Linked DNA regions of Rattus norvegicus: region 1 is linked to region 2. The links are chromatin contacts, called in public Hi-C maps. All regions are on one chromosome and are shown on one strand. The core of a region is the stretch at or near the end of the contact, and the rest is flanking DNA. Distances in the headings are between cores, read along the strand shown. Region 1 holds the start of Slc25a39 (solute carrier family 25, member 39). Region 2 holds the start of Nags (N-acetylglutamate synthase).

The links. A called contact is a pair of places that touch in the nucleus more often than the background predicts.
Region 1: a contact with region 2 is called in a Hi-C map of liver, with 3 times the contacts expected there. The contact joins the promoter of Slc25a39 here to the promoter of Nags in region 2. A contact is called at or near these places in 3 of 12 Hi-C or Micro-C datasets (liver and mammary epithelial cells).

The regions. Positions count from the first base shown.
Region 1 is chr10:87,863,756-87,869,388 of GRCr8, forward strand. It overlaps Slc25a39 (solute carrier family 25, member 39), which reads right to left and starts at 3,218. Exons shown (of 12, transcript NM_001024792.1): 1 at 3,126-3,218; 2 at 2,289-2,388; 3 at 2,109-2,168; 4 at 1,942-1,986; 5 at 1,592-1,725; 6 at 897-964; 7 at 653-777; 8 at 177-350. The coding sequence starts at 2,373.
Region 2 is chr10:87,594,369-87,600,949 of GRCr8, forward strand. It overlaps Nags (N-acetylglutamate synthase), which reads left to right and starts at 4,148. Exons shown (of 7, transcript NM_001107053.1): 1 at 4,148-4,626; 2 at 5,136-5,410; 3 at 5,505-5,718; 4 at 5,986-6,166; 5 at 6,463-6,581. The coding sequence starts at 4,222. It overlaps LOC134480880 (a long non-coding RNA gene), which reads right to left and starts at 5,672. Exons shown (of 2, transcript XR_010055815.1): 1 at 5,536-5,672; 2 at 1,485-4,723.

The sequences.
Region 1 (5,633 bases), core at 1,968-4,467, 270 kb after region 2:
GGACTTAGTTCAGGAAAACCTAGGCAAAACCCTAGCTTCCTGCTAGATCCGTCCTTATATAATGAGGGACCCAAGGCTCAGGGAAGTGATGACTTCACAGCCATTTTAGTAACAGAGGGACTTGGTTAAACATTACCAAGAGCTCTTTAACCCAGGCCCTGACCCTGAGTGCCTACCTGAGAAGGGTACATCTCGAAGAGCTGTGGGACCCCAGCCCAGCCACAGTGAGCGCCAGCCACCCTGAGCCACTGCAGCTTGAACACAGGCAGCCAGTTCGCGGTATGACACATGCTGTGCCTGCAGCTTGGTCCGCACAAGCTCCAAGGGGCTGACCACTGTCACAGTGCCCACTAGGGAGGAGAGGGTTGGTAAGACAGTGTAAAGAGGTCAGGCCACAGATGCCAGGCATTAAAACCCAGCTCTTGCCCCACGGTCTGAGGATTTTTTTTTTTTCTTTTTTCTTTTTTCTTTTTTCCGGAGCTGGGGACCGAACCCAGAGCCTTGCACTTTCTAGGCAAGCACTCTACCACTGAGCTAAATCCCCAACCCTGGTCTGAGGGTTTAATATACTCCCCCACCCCCCAGGCTAGCAGAGTCTGGGACTGGGACCCAGGAGGGACAGAGGAAGGTCAAGGGCCAGAGCTGTGCTCACTTCGGGCGAGGGCACCAGCCACCATTGGTGCGTAGAGGTCAGAGGTCAAGGACTGACCACATAGGAAGGCCTTGAGTTGGTCATAAGCAGTGAAGTAGATGGCAGTGGCTGGTACAGTCATCACCCTGGGAGAATGAAGAGGCCAGGAAAATCACTTAAAGGCTCCCAAACCTTTCAAGCACCCCATTCCCCACCCTGCCAGCGGAGTCAAGGGAAGGCAACGCCCCATGACTAGGGTACTCACAGGGTGGCTGGGAGGCCGCTCCACAGGGTCCTGGTGCCCTCATGCCTCACAATCTTCACAAAGGCATCCTGACCAAGCCAGCAGCAGCCCAGGGGAAAGAAGACAGACATGAACAAGTCTGCAATGGACTAGGCTCAGCTTTTGCCCATAGTTCTGAGTCCTGAGAAGAGCCAGTTAGCTCTACACACATGGCCCCCCATTTGGTTCTAGGTGGACTCCTAGTCACACCCTAAACCTTGAGGAGGTAGCTGGACGGTGGTGCTGCACATCTTTAGTCCCAGCACTCGAGAGGAGAAGGCAGTTGGATCTCTGGGAGTTTGAGGCCAGTGTGGTCTATTATATAGAGGAACCCTGTCTCCTGCCACCTCTGGCTGCCACCACCACCACCCACACACACATACACACAAACAAAACCCAAAACCACAAAAAGCAAAAAAAAAAAAAAAAAATCAAACCTTAGGGAGGGCTAGGGTGCAATTCAGCAGTAAAACACCCCTAATATGCACTCAGGTATTATGTCCTGGTTTTGGTTCTCAACATCAGGACCAAAAAGCATTCTGAAGGAATGGCCTCCCAGGCAAGCCCTTCCTACACTGAATAGCCACCCCATTGGCTTTACACTGCCCACACCTACAGCCTAGCCAAATCGAGTCCCTCAGGGAAACACGGATGTGTGTCCTTGGTACAGAGCTTACCAAGGTGCCAGTGAACCGTGTAGGATCCTGAAACCAGGTGGCGCAGCGAGTACCATTTGGGCACAGGTACAGGGGCTCCAGGACACCATTGCAGTACAGGAGGCACTTCCCTGGGGACTGTAGAGTGGAGGGTGCTGGAAAGAGAACAGACATTAGGAGGAGAGGGCCTGGAGCCTTGCAGGGTGACAGGGCTGGGCCGCTATGCAGATATTCCTGTGTGGGACAGAAGGCTGGCTCATGTCATCTCAAAGTATGCACTAGTCCATGATCGTGGGGACCCCAGGTATTCTAGGGACACTCAACACTTCTTCCTTGGGCCCTCCCAGGGACCTGGGGCTCAGGGAACTCACATTTGGTGTAGGAAAGACTCCAGAATCTGGAGGGAGTTGTCAATTCTGAAACACAAGTCAGCCCTGGTGGTCAGGAATGCTGCCTCCCCCACTGGAACCCCATTTCTGGGAAATCATTATTTTGTCAGGCAGCTCCCCTCGGTCTGGTTCTAAGTTCTGGTACTTACCGCTGGCTACCGTGGGTCTCTGAGACTGAAGGCGGACCTTCACCACATCCAGGGGTGTCACTGGGGAAGGAGGTAAGTTTGAAGGTTCCTTCACCCTCTTCTTCATTAAAACCAAACTGCCTCCAACCTCAGCCCACATTAATTCCCAGCTACCCACACCCCAATCTCCCCAGGTCTTACTGAAGAGGGAGGTGACCACAGCCCCAGCTCCTGAGGCCACCATCTGCTGAAGGGGGCTAATGCCCCCAGGATCCTGATCATCCATCTTTGAGTTTCAATTCTGAAAACACACACCACAGTTAAATGGAGCTTAAGCCCATGACAAGAAAGGCTTGGGAATGGGGGAGCAAGCATGAAGTAAAATGCTCTGGGACTTCAACAACGGCACACTCATCCAGAGTTTGCCTCTATAATCTTTGAAATCTAGAAACGTGCTCACTTTGCCGAGGGGGAAACTAAGGCTCAAGGGTTGCTATGACCTTCGTGGTTACGTCATTCGTTTAGAAAGAAGCTAGAATAGCCGTTGGCCAATGGTAGTGATGGCCATTTCCTCAGCCACATGGTTATTATGCTCCTCCGGATCTCAGAGGCCAAAAGATCAAAACGCCTGAGCCCTTCCACCCAACATCTGGGCGGGCACATGAACGCCCTGGGCGAGGAGAGGTCGAGTCCGGCATCGAGAGAAACTTGTAAACAAATCTGCTGACAGAGAGGCAGGTCCATCTTCCTTCCCAAGATTGCTGGCCCTCCCCCCACACCGCCAGCCCGTGGCCAGACGGGACAGGCCGTAAGGCCTGAATGAGAGGACATTCTCTCTCTGCCTCCTCTCTCTCTTAAATACAAGCCGTGGAGACGGAAGCAGAGACCCGGTAACAAACCCTTTCACCGAGACTCGGCTGCACTCCATGCCCAGGCCCAGCAAAAAGGTTCACGGCGAGGCCCACCCCTTCCCATAGCCTCGATTCGCCTCCCAGCCGGGGACCCTCAGAGAACCCGCTTCATTCCTGGCCCGCCCACCTGGCTCTGAGCCGGTCCTTGCGCCGCGCCACGCCAGGGGCCTGGCGGGCCCATAGCGGCTCCGCGGCCGGTGCAGGGTCCGCGCGTGCCCGCTTCGCACAGCGGCCGCCTGGGAGAGCGGTGGGGCCGACTCCGCCCCCAGCAAGCTAAGCCCCGCCCCGTGGCCGACCGGCCGCGCGCACGGAGTGCAACGAGGTCCGCCCACTCGCGGCCCTCCCCCTCCCACTGGAGTCCCGCCCTTACGCCGCGGCCCCGTGGGCGGGTCCCCGCGGCCCCGCGCTCCTTGCGGCTCTCAGGTCAAGGTCGCCGCCTGGACGGCGCTTGCACCTGGCCACAGTAGCTCTCCTCTGCCCGCGCCCCGGAGGAGCGCTGCCCGGAGAGTCCAGACTTGCGATCGCTGGAACTTTCCAGACCGCGTGGGTATTGCTGCTCCGCGTCCTATAGAAGGCAGCTGCCGCGAGGGTCGGTTCTTCAAGGTCATCAGAGTGTCGGACAGCAATGGCAAACTTCTGCCCACTTAGCTCCGTGGCGGGAGTTTACAATTTATAGCGAGCGTGTTGGCAGGAATTACCATCCTCTTCATTTACGGATGATGAAACGGGGTTGCAACCCTGGAAGGCTTTAGGAACTGCAGGGCAACCCTGTTAGCCGACCTGTAACCTGGGCCAGGCATGGTGGGGCCCTGGGCCAATCAATTTACAGGACTTCTTTGGGCTGAGGACTCCGGGGACACGCAGAGCGTAGAGCAGGGAAGAAAACCCGTGTTTCGCGACAGATCTTAAAGAGTGTTAACACTTTCAAAACTTAAGAGTTGTCTTTTCTTTTCTTTTCTTTTCTTTTTTTTTTTTTTTGAGACAATCTATGTATCTTGACTGGCACAGAGCCTCCAATGTAGGCCAGGATGGCCTCTACCAAAACTTTTCCTAGGTTATTACTGACGAAGGTGCCCCCATTTTACAGAAAATGGAGAGGACTCAAGTTAAAACTTTTGTCACTGCCTTCTCAGATTATGAGTGGGCTTGCACGCAGAGCTGTTTCCGCACCAGCTCAGTACCCAGTACCCCACCACCCGCCTCGCCTTTAAGACTTCCACACTAGCGCGAATTTTAGTCTAACAGGAACCGGAGCACGAGGTGGGAGCCTGCACCTTTAAGAAGAATGGGCCGCGGCTTTGACGTCACTACCTTCTCCGCCCCCCCAGGCCCGGACTGGTTGCGAACGGTGCTGGAGCCGCCCAGCCAGCCCGGCCAGCACGTGGATTCCAAGGGGCCAACCATAATTTTTCCCGGAGAAAACCCTTACGGCATTTCCAGAGCTCAGAACCTCCAGTTTTAGGGGCGGAGTGAGCGCAAACGGATAGTTAGGAAAGCAGCCAATGATCTAGAGGCCTCGGCGATCGGCTGGCCCGGAGGCTGAGGCGGGAGGAGAGTCACGAGTTAAGTGTCGCCTGGGCTACACAGTAGACACTGCCTTGCCCTTCCCATTCTCCTTTCACCCTAAACCTGGCTTAAAAGCAACACAAAAGTCGTTTCATAAACCAGCGGTTAAGCGCCTGCTAAGGTCCTTTCAACCTCAAAGTTAATGGTTTACCAAGTTTCAGAACAGAAAGCTTGCTTTTCTTTTCTGTAGAGGAGAAAACTGAAGGCCCTGTGTGTAATCCCCTACCCTCCCTCCCTCTCTTGTTTATGATTTGGGGTTTGGTTTTGTTTTCTGTTTGTTTTGAAACAGCGCCTCATATAGCACAGGCTAACCCCAAACTCCATGTTTAGGCAAGGATTACCCTGAACTCCTAGATGCTGAGATTACAGGCATGAAAGACCATAGGCCAGCGGTAATTAATTCTTTCCCTACCCCTTGCCCCAAGTTCCAGTTTACAGATGAGAAAAGAGTCCCCTGAAGTAACTCAAAAGAACCTACCTGCTCTCAATGAGGTTACTGTGCCAGGGGGTGGGGCATGTGGCCATCATTCGGATGAAAAGATCCAAACAATCACTTCGCACTGACATGAGACTGCGAATGATAGCAGCAGATGGAGATGGACTAGTATCAAGGCCTGCCTGGCTAGGAACTGGAACAAGGCAAGCCCTGGGGCAGGCAGGATTGTGAAGCCTCCAGTTTGCACCCCCAAAGCCTGTGAAAACATTTATAGGTGGAGGCAGAACTTCAGTCCGATGTTGAGATCCAAGCAACACCTCTCTGTCCAAGGCCAACACTGTCACCATCTGGTGGAACCTTCCAGAGGCAAACTTCTGTCCAACCAAGTTCTTCCCCACCCTCCCAAGAGAAGTCCAAATTTCAGGCCCAGGAAGGACTGAATGTGAATTCTGACCAGTGGAACGAGGGAAGGAAGGGTGGCAGAGCCACAGCAAAATGGAGAAAAGTGGGCCGGGATCACCACGATGCTCTGTAACGTGGAGAACAGAGGCCACAATCACTTATTTTTGTTGTGTTTTGAGACAGGTTCTCACTATGTAGCTGTCCTGGGGTTCACTAAATGAGCCAGGCTGA
Region 2 (6,581 bases), core at 2,898-5,397:
TCAAGTCCTTGTCTCAAAAAAATCCATACTCTTGCATACTCTTTCTCCTCAGAAGAGTTATTCTGAAGCAAACTTGAGGCTTGTTTTTATTCTATTCACGAATATTCAGAATATCTATGGAAAGACACAGAGGGTGCTGGTGTTGGCTCAGTGGTTAAGAGCATGGGCTGCTCTTCCAGAGGGCCCGGGTTTGTTTCCCAGCACCCACCTGGAAGTCCACATCTGTTTGTAACTCCAGTCCCAGGGCATCTGACACCCTCACACAGATACACATGCTGGGAAAACACCAATGCACATTTTTTTTAAAAGAATTTTTTATTAAGATACAGAAGAGTGGGCTGGAGAGACGAGATGACTCAGCGGTTAAGAGCACTGACTGCTCTTCCAGAGGTCCTGAGTTCAATTCCCAGCAACCACTTGGTGGCTCACAACCACCTGTAAAGAGATCCAACGCCCTCTTCTGGTGTATCTGAAGGGAGCTACAGTATAGTCATATACATAAAATAAATTAAAAAAAAAAAAGAACTCCCTAAACAGACTTGAAAAAGCAACCTGTGGAAAATGTGAACAAGTTGGTCGCAGTTAGAGAGATTTAAAAAAAAAATACAGAAGTGCTTTAGAGATGGCTCAGTGCAAGATGTTTGTTGCAGAATTAGGGGGATCTGAGTTTGGAACCCCTAAAAAGCCAGATGGAGGTGCATGCCTAAAATCCCGGCAGTGGGGGAGGGGTGGAGACAGCGAGATCCCAGGTTAGAGTGGAGAGAGGGGGAATGACACTTGAGACTGTGTCTCACAAACAACCAAAATAAAAGAAGACAGGGAATGAGCAGACTGAGGAGTCCGCTGCGGGAGGCCTTTGCACGGTTGGAAAGTCAGGTCGCTGTTCCCATACATTACATTCATGTAGAGGCTGGCCTTCCCTAAGTAAGAAGCAGTGGGGACACAGTGGCCCCATATTCACCCTCTTGGTGTTAATCATTCACTAGGGTATACCTGGGTCCCATTGGCTGCCCGGGGCCACAGCCCTCCAGGTGGGAGCCCAGCCAGTATCTGTCAGGGGCACTGGGGTTAATGCTGAGGACACTTCCTGAATTGAATCGGTGGAATCCCCTAGTCGGAGGAGGGAGGCAGCAGCCTTGTCCCCAGGGAACTCCGGTCTGGAAGGGACCGAGATCAGGAGGAGGAAGAGATGTTTGGAAAGGAGAGACCTGGAGGGGAGAAAGGGCGAATAAACACTCAGATGCAGAAAGTCAATAGGGAGGGGAAGCTCATTGAAGGTTGGGGACCCTCAAGTCAGGGAGGAGTTTTAGGATGAGAGTTACAGCTCAAGGGATAGGCCCACCTCCTTTGGGGACTTCAAGAAGTATATGTGGTGGCAGGAGCCAGGCTGGCAGGGGCACAGTGGTCTGGTGGTACAGGGAGAAGAGAAAAATGGCTCTGGAGGGTCCACATCATGAATTCATGAATGTGTGCATTCATGCCTTTGTGTGTGTGTGTGTGTGTGTGTGTGTGTGTGTGTGTGTGTGTGTGTGTGTACGTGCCCATGCCACACACAGCCACTTCCCAGCCTTACAGCACCGCCTGTCTAGTTTTCTAAGTTGGAGAAACACCAACGAGGAAGACCCAAAGGTCAAGCTCTCCTCCCACTCGAGACTCCTGGGCCAGTATGTGTGGGTGTGTTGAAGGGACAGTTTCCAGGAAAGGGTCAGCACACTTACCCAACAGCCTCCGGAATTTTTTTTTTCATGGGTAGAACCCAGAATCTCTCACATACACCACAAAAATGCACCCCCAAGTCCAGCATGCTGGAAATAGTCCAGAATACTCAGTTGGCCATTGGGCCTCTTTTAGGTGGAACCTTGGGAAGCCTGGCCTGGGGTGGGGTGGGGGAGTGTGGTGACACATGCCTGTACTCCCAGAACTCAAGATGCCGAGGCGAGTTCCAAGCCAACCAGCCTGGTATTCAAGAGCGAAATACCTTTTCAAAACAGGCACTCGAATGTCAAGACAATGAAAACATTAGGGATGATATGATGGCCAGTGTCTGAGCTGTGTGACCTTGACTAAGTCACCTTCCCTTTACAACGAGAGAGCCCCGTTTTCTCCTCCATAACAACAGGGGACTAGACTGGATGGAGTGTACCCAGGGCATGACAGGATTAACTGGAAGCATACGGGGGAACTTTCACAGGCACACTGCTGGCCTGCGTGTCCCTGCTGATGAACTAAGGATCCTTGGCTCTTAACTAGTTCTGGGTCCCAAGGTCCCCTGGTCTGTAAATGGGGTGATATAACACCTCCCCTGGGGTCATCCTGAGGATGACGGAAAGGGGTTTCACAATGTGCGCAGGACATTCTGCCTAGGAAGATGTCACCTGGTGCTAAAGGACTGTTAGCACCGGTCACAAACTAACTTTCCAAGTTTTCAAGCCAGCAGACCATGGTCCTCCAGGAATGCAATAGGTTTGTTTTGTTCTTGTCTTATTCTTTTTTTTTAAAGATTTATTTATTTATTATATATAAGTACGCTGTCGCTGTCTTCAGATACACCAGAAGAAGGCATCGGATCCCATTACAGATGGCTGTGAGCCACCATGTGGTTGCTGGGATTTGAACTCAGGACCTCTGGAAGAGCAGTCAGTGCTCTTAACCGCTGAGCCATCTCTCCAGCTCCTGTCTTATTCTTACTCATTTTTTTTTTCTGTCTCTGGCAAGTAACAGAAGCCTTCAAGTCACAAGCCTCGTAGGGATAGATTGTAGCTTTAAACAGCCTAGAGCGTTAATAAGGACAGAGGAGTATTTGAGGCTGTGACAGTGTTCCTCAGGGTGGCTTCAGCGGCTGCGGTTGACAAACCCTGGTAAACCTGAATTCAGACAAGATTTTCTTTTTTGAAAAACAGGGTTTAGGGGGTTGGGGATTTAGCTCAATGGTAGAGCGCTTGCCTAGCAAGTGCAAGGCCCTGGGTTCGGTCCCCAGCTCCGGGAAAAAACAAAAAACAAACAAACAAAACAACAACAACAAAAAACAAACAAACAGGGTTTAGGCTGGGAGGTAGTGGCATAGGCCTTCAATCCCAGCACTTGGAGGCAAAGGCAGGCAGGTCTCTGAGTCGGTGGCCAGCCTGGTCTACAGAGTGAGTTCCAGGACAGCCAGGGTTGCACAGAGAAACCCTGTTCCTTAAAAGAAAAATAAATGAATAAATAAACAAAAGCAGGGTTTCCTTAGCCTAGGCTAGCCTTGAATTGCTTATAAAGGCAAGGGTGACCTTGATTCTGATCCTCCCGAATCCTCTTCAAGAACGTGGGGTTACAAGTATGTGGCTATCACGCCTGGTTCATTTTGTTTTGTTTTGTGTTTTTGTTTATTTTAGGTCTGTTGTTGCTGTGTTTCGGGGTTTTTTGAGCAGGATCGTGTCTCTCTATAACATGTAGACCCCCTAGCTGTCCTGGAACTCTCAATGTAGACCAGACTGGCCCTGAACTCGTGAATACTGCCTCTGCCTTAGGAGTACCAGGTTTTTTTTTTTTTTTTTTTTTTTTTTGTTTTTTTTTTTTTTTTCGGAGCTGGGGACCGAACCCAGGGCCTTGCGCTTCCTAGGCAAGCGCTCTACCACTGAGCTAAATCCCCAGCCCCAGGAGTACCAGGTTTTATATTTTGAGGCAAGCCCCTCTCCAGCCCCACCGCTATGTAGCCTATGTTCTCCTGGAACTCCCGGCAATCCTCCTGCCCCAACCTCCCAGGAGCTGAGAGTACAAGTATGTCACACCAGGTCCTGCTTGACAACAGGACTTCGTTTGCATCCATATGCTGCAGTGAGGACCACACCCCGTGTTCAACCTTCCCGGACTCTTTCCAACTCAAGTCACTTGCATGACCCTGGCAAATTCGCACAAACATCTGGGATGTCTGAGCGCTTTCTAGAACCAGCATTTTGGTAGCAGATTAAAGAGCTCCACCACTCTAAATCTGACCTTCGTGACCCTCGCTAATGGCTCCAGTACCCCCACACACAAGGGACAGAGAAGTCTAGAGGCGCCACCCTCTGGTCTATGACTTGCCACACCCCAAACGCACCCAGAAGCCACTCCGGGCCTCCTATCCCGCCCCGCCCCGAGTCTGATCCAGCCCAGCTCAACGGCAAGTTAAGAACCCCTAGTGTTGTGCGCTCCAGACCGACCGTCACCTGTGGGTGGGGGAGACCAGTGGGTTTAGTTGTCGTCATGGCGACGGCGTGGGTGGCCACAGCCCTGCGATCTGCTGCGGCGGCCAGAAGGCTGCGCAGCCCGGGTGGACCTGGGGGCTCACGGAGACTGAGTGGCAGCGCGAGGCGGCGCGGGGCGAGGAGCGCCAGCCCGGGACGCCGGCTCAGCACTGCCAGGGCTCACGTAGAGGACAACGAGGGCACTAAGGGTCGTGTCCAGTCTCCTGCCGTCGAGGAGCCGCCGTGGACACCTCTTCCAACCCCCCTCGAATCTCCTGCGCCTCCTGCCGGCAAATCACTGGTGCAGCGGGACATCCAGGCCTTCCTGAATCAGTGTGGTGCCAGCCCGGGGGAGGCACGGCACTGGCTCACACAATTCCAGACCTGCTATCATTCGGTGGACAAGCCCTTCGCCGTCGTGGAGGTAAGTCTATCCGGGTGTCGTCGTGTCACTGCAAGGAGACGGTAGCTGCTCAATAACACGTCGTAGGTCTCTGCACGTTCGTAGGGTGCCTGCGAACCTGGAGCGCAGGGGTGCTGCGTTAGTGCTGGGGATGGATGGAGGAAGCCTTGAGGCTACGAAAAGCGCGCCTGGCGCTAACGAGAAAGCTGGGAAGCTCAGTACTGCAGAAGTGATGTCTGAGAAAGGCCTCTCACCGTGAACGCAGTTAGGGGTTCAGTCGGCTGAACTGTCGCACTACCCCTCCCCCCAAGGTGTCCCAGAGTCCAAGGCCGCTGGGAGGAGCCGAGGGAGGAACATTAGTGCTAGATAAGGGGGTGGCTAAGACCCAACGGGCAAAGGGCGGAGCAGTTGGCCAAAAGTGGGGCCCAATGGCCCCTGAGTAAAAGGTGGTCACTGAGAGTCCTAAGGCCCGAGTAGGAACATGCGGCTTAGAGCCAGTGTCGTGACCCAGAACGTCCACTCTTGTACAGGTAGATGAGGAGGTGTTCGGGTGCCCGCAGGCGGTATCCCGCCTGGCTTTCGCCCTAGCCTTTCTGCAACGCATGGACATGAAGCCGCTGGTGGTCCTGGGGCTGCCGGCCCCGACGGCCCCTTCCGGCTGTCTCTCCTTCTGGGAAGCTAAGGCACAGCTTGCTCAGAGCTGCAAGGTGCTGGTGAATGAACTACGGCACAACGCGGCTACTGCTGTGCCCTTTTTTGGCGGCGGATCAGTGCTGAGTGCTGCGGAACCAGCTCCCCATGCCAGGTTAGTGTCAGCCCAGCCCACCCTGGCATCCTCAGAGCAGACCACTATGCTGGCCCTGCCCTGGGCCCACTCGAGCACCACATCTGGCCCACAGCTACGGTGGCATCGTCGCGGTGGAGACAGACCTGTTGCAGTGGTGCCTGGAGTCCAACAGCATTCCAATCCTGTGTCCCATTGGGGAAACGGCTGCGCGCCGTTCGGTGCTTCTAGACTCGCTGGAGGTGACTGCGTCTCTGGCCAAGGCTCTGCAGCCCACCAAAATCATCTTCCTCAATAATTCAGGCGGCCTGCGGGATACCAGTCAGAAGGTGTGCCCCTCTCCTGTGTCGCCTTATGACACTAGGCAAGACCGAGTCCCCCTGCCCTGTGTCCCCCTGCATGACTCCACAGCAGGCTACAGTTACTCTCAAGCCAATAGAGTAGGAAGAGCTAACAGAAGATCATAGAGGGGGGTTGTTCCTCGGCGCCCAGCAGAGGAGATAGAAGTTAAGTGGTCACAGAGAGGTCCATAGGACTGGGCCCAGTTCCGTATGGGTGTGTATCTGCTGGAGGCTCATCTTCTTCCTGGGACTTAGATCCTGAGCAATGTGAACCTGCCCGCCGACCTTGACCTTGTTACCAACGCTGAGTGGCTGAGCACCAAAGAGCGGCAGCAGATTCGGCTCATCGTGGACGTGCTCAGCCGCCTGCCGCACTACTCCTCCGCAGTCATCACAGCCGCTAGCACGCTGCTCACCGAACTCTTCAGTAACAAGGGTGAGATCTGTGAGAAGGTGGGCTGGGCTGAGTCCCAAGGGTGAGCGACGGCAAGACTTGGCTGAGGGCCAGCAGGAGTGCCCCGCCCACCCCACTCCCGCCCCCACCTCGGCTGAAAGCTGTAGAGAGAGGCCCCACCAATGGCTTCCCGATGCTGTCGATACCTGAGGCAGGCAAGAGAACTCAGACAGCGGGGACTCGAGTAAGGAACTTGAGAACTAGGGAGATGGCAGAAAGCACACCTAGCGGTGGACCTGACTCTGGCCCAATCTAAGCGTTCTCTCTAATCTCCCCAGGCTGTGGCACCCTGTTTAAAAATGCTGAGCGGATGCTGCGTGTGCGCAGCCTGGACAGCCTGGACCAGGGCCGCCTAGTGAACCTAGTCAACGCTAGCTTCGGCAAGAAACTCCGAGAA